Regions from separate parts of the Rattus norvegicus genome. Here region 1 is linked to region 2. Evidence: chromatin contacts called from public Hi-C data. All regions are on one chromosome and are shown on one strand. Each heading gives the region's core, a stretch centred on a gene start, on an enhancer-like site or on the middle of the called end of the contact. The rest is flanking DNA. Distances are from core to core; before and after follow the strand shown.

Region 1 (3,561 bases), core at 89-2,588, 100 kb before region 2:
CTGTGGCTTGTCTCCGCCTTCACACAGAGAGCCTCTGCGCAGAGCTCCGTGCTTCATCAAGTAGGCCCTTATAACTAGGCCCCGAGAAATCCTAATTTCAGGCAAGCCCCTTTTCACCTTGAAGCAAAAAACAAACAAACAAACAAACAAACAAACAAAAACCTAGAGAAATGAAATTCGTGGTCTTTCTTGGTCAACTTTTCTTTGATTTGACTCTGAAGAAGTAGAGTATAAACTAGACAGGCGCCTCCTCCAGGAGGACTGCGCTCGTGGAAGGGCTAGCTAAATGCCTCTTAATGCTGGGGATCCCCGACTTACGCTGGTGATCCAAACATGAAGCTCAGCCTGAAGAGGTTGGCAAGAGACCGACAAGAAAGCGAGAAAGCGTGGACTCAGGAGGGACTCCGGAGAGACCTGTGACTGCGGCTTGTACTGCACTGAGCAGACAGTGCTTAGTCCTCCTGGGGTCCCTGCAGCCTAGCTGCTTCTCAGGGCTATGCAGCCGCCCAGCACCCACACTCCAGTATCATGGAAAATGCTGGTAGCTAAGGAGCTCCCAGGGCGCACTCCAGGGACAAGTTGAGTCCTGATTGCTGGTCCCAGACCAGCCTGTGAGCACCTGGGCCTTGTTATTCCTCATTAGTGGCTGAGAAGCCACAGGGCCAGAGGGAGTGTGCCTACCTTCTGGTATTTTCCACACCAAAGGGTGGGCCCTCTCCACAGGGTTCTCGGTGCTGTGGTCAAGGATCAATCCTGGAGCTCCACAGAGGGGCCCAGGGATACCCGCCGCCTCCCTACCCCTGCAAGAAGCTGACCAGGAAGCAGCCATGGTTCTTATTTGTAAGTGTGACTTTTGGAGGGAACAGTCCCAGGAATAGCAAACCCACCGGGGCATCCTGGAGTGGCAGTGGCCCTGCTGTAGGGAGCCTCGTAGTTGCCAGGCAGCCCCTTCGAGAGAGCTGAGCTCCGTGTGCCCGCCAGGCCTCCTCCTGCTATCAGTTCTCATGACACAGTTCCTGGTTCCCCCAACTGAGTTTTATTATTGTTATTCTTAAAACTATTGCTGAGGAAGGGGTGTTGAAAGGCAGCTTAGGGAAGGGAGTGGCGATGAAACGCACGCCCCCTGATGGCTCCAGGAAGCGTCCTCAGACAGGCTGGGGCCTCCGAGGGTGAGCTCCAGGGGCTTATCTAGGTACAGGCGGGGGCTCCAGCCCATGGGGAAGGGAAGCCCAGGCGGTTCCGTGACGTCAGCGTGGGTGCCCTGCCTTCAAACTCTGTTAGAAAAATGGAACGTGGTGACAGCCGCCCAGCCCAGTGACATTTCCTATCTCCCTGTGGATCAGGTGGCTGGGCAGAGAGGCAGGGTGGAGAGGGAGGGATGTTGTGCTGTTTGCTGGCGATGGCCTTCCCTAACTTCTCTCATTTCCTGTCCGTCTGCCAAAAATCACACACTGACAGTGGCCACCACTGGCTTGTGGGGGCCAGCGTGACTTGACCCTCTTCAGAAAAACAGATGAAATGCCCCAAACAAAGGGAGGCCCTCGGCCATAGTAGGTCCCTCTACCCCCCCCCCCCGGCCGCTGAGCACAGTCCAGATGTTACGGTGTGTCAACGTTTTGTTTTACAAACTTAGGGAACATCCTGGAGTTGACTCCTGTCCCGGAGATGGCGTTCTGCGGCATCTAAGCGTCACAGACGGAATATAACCCATTAGAAATGTGGTTGTTGGCACCCCTGCTACTGACTTGGAGGTTGGCAGTAAGGCACCATTTCCCTAATACTCTCTTCTCTCGTTTTCTTGCAGTAAATGAGATCATTCGTAACGACCTCTCCAGCACAATCCCCCACTCCTAATTCAGCACATTGGAGCTGGCAGAAGCCGTGAGGAGCTGGCTCAGTGCAGACAACCACGCTTCAGCAAGCGAGACTTTGATGAGATAAACTGGACCCACATCTGGTACCACTCAGAAAATCCCAACTTACCGAACGAATGCGGGGAGCTTGTGTCTGAAGAAACAGCTCTCCAAAACGACGGAGGAGCAGGAGAGGGGCCCACTGCACCTCTAGAAAGAAACACCATTTCAAGGAAAGAGAAGGGCTGGCCAGTGAGGCCAGGGGCAGACACTGGCCCACTGTGTGGCAGAATGACCCCAAACCTGACCCTCCTGCCCACTGGATTAAAACACTGGAAGTGCCTTATTTAGTCCAACCACCACACCAGGGCATATGGAAGTGTGCACTGAATTTCCTACCACGAGAGTATTCGTAGGAGCCAAAGCTATTAAAGAACACTTCCTTGGGAGGCTCTCTCCTTTGTACTAATCGATTGGATTCTGACGAGCTGTGGCCTCCCGCTTATCTCTAACTTTTCTGGCTGTCCCACACAATTCGCCTGCGTTATCCAGTGCGCTCTAGAGGCCATCCAGCCTGCCACCTTGGCACCTCTTTCATAGTCAGCCCCCTCCTCTGTGTGACTGAAACCACAGGTTTGTCTGTAATAGCATGCTGGGGTTCTTGTTCTTGATCCAGCTGCACTATAGTGAAGGAAGTTGAACAGCCCAAGACAGGGTCCCGGACAGAACAAAGCCTGCCTGCCTGCGCTACAGGACAGAGCCTGTGTTTGCATGCATGTACATATAGGCATATATTTATGTATAGATGTCCAAGGACGGGGATGGTGATGGCCAGTCTGTGCCCAGCGGGGACTTCCGTGTTAGCAATAACCAGTATCCACCTTGAGAGTGCACCTCGGAGTCCAGACCCTGCCTTCCATCACCTTCCACCAGGGTCCGTCACCTCTGGCAGGCAGGTGGCCTTTTCTTGTCTCGTGCAGTTACGGAGCACTCTAGAGCTGTGCCCAGATGCCCATCGGCTCCCAAAGGGCAGCATCCGAAAGTGGTTATGAGTAAGGAGTGTAATATATCTGTCCGATTATGAGATGATTACTTCACAGCAGCCTTATAGCTCTCTGCTTCATCTAAGGAAACAATTACCAAAAACGGTGTTTCTATACGCGGTCTGTGGATTGTGCGTTTTCAGATTAGCTACTGGTAACGGACAGGCTGGTGTCGGCTTCGTGTAATCAGCTGCTTATTACAGTTAACTAGCAGTGACCTATTATTTCTTATAACCAAAATAAAAAAAAAAAAAAAAGCATGGTTTAATTAAAACATGTTTAATGATGGTGCCTTAGGAGTTAATGCCCCCTTATGGAACAAGCCTGAATTGCACCTGTGGGTGGAAGCCTCAAGTTACTCACAGACAGACGGGGGGGACTCAACGACAGGAAAAGCTCTCCCCGCAGGAAGACGCATCTTCAAAATGTCCGTCTGTACGATGGTGGCTTACCTTTTCCAACTCACCAAAACAGACAAATGTCCGAAAGCCATATCGAACGTTTTCACACGATTGTGAAGAGCTGAGGCGTGCCTGCCTCGCGCGCACACACAGAACCTGGCCGCCTGCAGGCTGCCTCCCACCTGCCTGCTTCTTGTATGTACCCCGTGTTTATAAGCATCATGGAGTTGCATGAACCATCCTTAGTAGACTGTCATGTGAAAG
Region 2 (3,167 bases), core at 296-2,795:
GACAATCAAGGTTAACCAACACACAGGCCCTCTCTAAAAGAATAAGGGTGAGAGTTATGAACGGTACTGAGGCCAATATCAGGCACACTCTTCAATCTTCCCTTCTCCATGACCATTATGATAAAAAAAAACCCCACAGTTTGTTCTTTTGAGGAAACTGAATCTGTAGAACAGGCTAGTTAGACATCTGGACCACAGGCCAGGGAGATGGACACTAACCTCAACTTCTCAGGGTCCTTGTGAAGAAAGAACCACGCTCTATCCAGGAAAAGGGTGACTGTGAACTTGTTGTTTGCTTTATGCCACTCCAGGGAAGACAAGTGGCAGGTAAGAGACAGTGGAGGGACAAACAGAGAAGTGATGGCCAGGTGACTATTCCCTGGGGGAATGGTGAATCCCCCAGGGAATGGGGGCTCTAAGGTCCTCAGCAGCTTGTGTTTCAGTTTAGTATGTTGGGACTCTCAGCCCCTGAGAGGTGGATCCCCAGAACATAGATAGGTAGGATCCCTAGGGAATCTCGAGAGAGTGGACAGATCCCAAGGAAATCAGTGGAACCCCAGGAAATAGGCAGATTCCTGAGAAAGTTATGAGCCCCTAAGAGAGGAGAATCACCAAAGAATAGGAGGATGTCCTGTAACCTTTGTTCCACAGACACTGGTGACCACTACAGCGCTCTCTCATCTCTATCTACCTATCATCTATCTATCTATCTATCTATCTATCTATCTATCTATCTATCTATCTATCTGCTTTCCTCCCTCTCCTTCCCCCTCTCTCTCACACACATACACACATACATACAAATACCATACACACATACACACATACATACATATACCACACACATACATATACCACATACACATACATGCACACACACATGCACACGCACACACATACATGCACACACATACATACACACACATATATACATATACCACACACACATACACACATACATACATACACCACACACACATATACCACACACACATACATACACACACACATACACACACACATACATACATACATACATACACCACACACACATCACACACACATACATACACACACACACACACACATGTACACACACATGCACGCACGCGCCATGCTCTCAGCTTTCTCGTCTTCGTGTGTGGAGGGGAAGGAGAATGTGCCTATCGTGTAGGGTCAGGATTAACATTTCCAGTGCAGTATAAGCCGGTAATCAATAGACCTACCAGTCTGAGAGTAGACTAGCTTGTTTTCTTTTCTGCCACCCCATTTTAAAAAAATTTATAGGCTGAAATAAACATTATAACCAATAGGAGAGTAGCCAGACTAAGAGACTGACTTTTACTAAGAAGTCATTTAAGGAAAATAAAAATATCCGTTGTAATTACCCCCACATGCAGCAGCTAATTCTCTTTTTAATTCAGAGATATATGCAACTGGGACATTAGTGTGGCGGCATGAATTCCCAGGCCTGGAGCAAAAGCTGCTTCCAAGGTTGTCATCTGTAAACTGAGCCCTGGTGGGGCTGGATCAGGCTGCCAAGCTGGGGTTCCTCCCTGGCCTGTGGTGCTCAGACTCTGGCCCTGGTAGTCCTGCCTAGTCCACCCTGCTATCCCTTCACACACGCCAACTGACAGCTCACGTGCTCCTCCACCCACTACCTCCTTAACCCTAAGCCCTCCCCCTGCTGGATGACAGAGGTCGGGGTGAGAAGGATGGATCCTGTCCCTCTGCCCACTAACCCCTCTCTTCAACCATCCTGAGGGTCATCCCAAGCTTGCCAGCACCTTGAGAGTCCCCACACTAACCCCAGCCAGGCCCCACCACATCCCCAGGATTCCCCTCCTGCTTACTTCTACTCACCCCTCCCCTCACAGGCTGCCCCATTCTAGTATTCTTCAGGGAACTGGATTATCCCACACAAGCCTTCCTGGGACCCGCACCATACCATGTTGCTATATTTTCCCTCTTAATAGGGGTATAAGTGCCCTTACCACCCCAAAACTAAACAGACTAGTCGGTGATGACAGCCTTCAAAAGGTAACAATCTCTTGTCTCTAGTCCCAGGCCAAATCCTACTCAAAGACTGGTCCCTGAGAGAATGAGGCCAAGGGGCCTTTGGCTCTCCCTCTATGCACTAGGTGTCTTTAGAAATGGTCTCTCCTCTGCAGAGTGAGAAGGCAGACCCACGAAGGGAAGAGAACAGCTGGAGAAACCAACTGTGCCCTAAAACCATTGCCCATGTATGACCACTTCCTGTCCCAGAAAGGACATAGGACTTCCTGAGCCTCCTGTGGTGTCAGTGTCAGAAGGCAGAGTCACACACACAGAGCTCTGTTTACCATCCCCTCCCACAGCAGGGACATGTCCTCCCTGCCCAGCAGACTTGCATCCGGGCAGCCAAGCATCTCTTTCTGTCTAACAGCAAGTTTGGAACGCTCCACTGCCTGTGGCTTTTAAAGCTGAAGATGTCACTGGGCTCTCCCTGTTAGACACATATCATTTGCTTCACAGCCTGAAGCCCAAAGGCCAGATCTGTTAACCTCTGCTGCATGCAGAGTCCCGAGCTGGGTCTGGTGAAAAATGTGGCACCAAGGCAGCCATCACAGCCCCTCACCACCTCAGCAATCACCTTGATGCCTTTCTGTGATCAGCTGAGCGTCAACGTTTTAGTCCCTGTCGGGGACTGACCACTGGACAGTACTCTCAGGCACTTCTGACCTCCAAAAGCAATGGCAGCCTGTGTTCTTAAGGAAGCAGACTCTGTCCCCTGTCCCTAAGCACTGGCAGAGAGTCATAAGTGCTGCCCACTCAATCCTGGAGGGTCTCTGTTTTCAATGGGCTGGGGATGTGGGTCTGGTTCTTAATGTTCCGAAATGCAAACGGCTGAGGTTAAAGCACCATTCAGGGCGCTGCTGTGGACAGGGGTGACCATGAAGGAACAGAACAGCAAGCAGCTGTTGGAGGCTCGCCAGTACGAGAGAACCCCCAGACCACAATCCCCCGCGAGCAGGGGCTGAGACAGTGAGACACCATCCGGTCAAGAGGCAGCTCTCAGTACCTGAAACAGAATCCCAGAGACATCTTTAGGAAGGGCGCTGCCTCCAGGCTATGAATTTGAATAGTGTGGGTCCAGACTCCCAAGGCAGGGCCCTACAGAACCATAA

The links. A called contact is a pair of places that touch in the nucleus more often than the background predicts.
Region 1: a Hi-C map of mammary epithelial cells shows a contact between it and region 2, with 3 times the contacts expected there. The contact joins two enhancer-like sites. A contact is called at or near these places in 9 of 12 Hi-C or Micro-C datasets (the A7r5 cell line, Schwann cells, kidney and 4 more) and 1 of 1 datasets of contacts at active chromatin or transcription factors (oligodendrocytes).

The regions. Positions count from the first base shown.
Region 1 is chr18:76,321,463-76,325,023 of GRCr8, reverse strand. It overlaps Nfatc1 (nuclear factor of activated T-cells 1), which reads left to right. Exons shown (of 10, transcript NM_001415721.1): 10 at 1,805-3,561. The coding sequence ends at 1,854. Among named protein-coding and RNA genes, the nearest start is that of Nfatc1, 110 kb to the left of the region's middle. Within about 2 kb of position 1,338, at least 5 of the 93 cell types and tissues checked have an H3K27ac peak or open chromatin away from gene starts, as enhancers often do.
Region 2 is chr18:76,217,254-76,220,420 of GRCr8, reverse strand. No RefSeq gene overlaps it. Among named protein-coding and RNA genes, the nearest start is that of Ctdp1, 28 kb to the right of the region's middle. Within about 2 kb of position 1,545, at least 7 of the 93 cell types and tissues checked have an H3K27ac peak or open chromatin away from gene starts, as enhancers often do.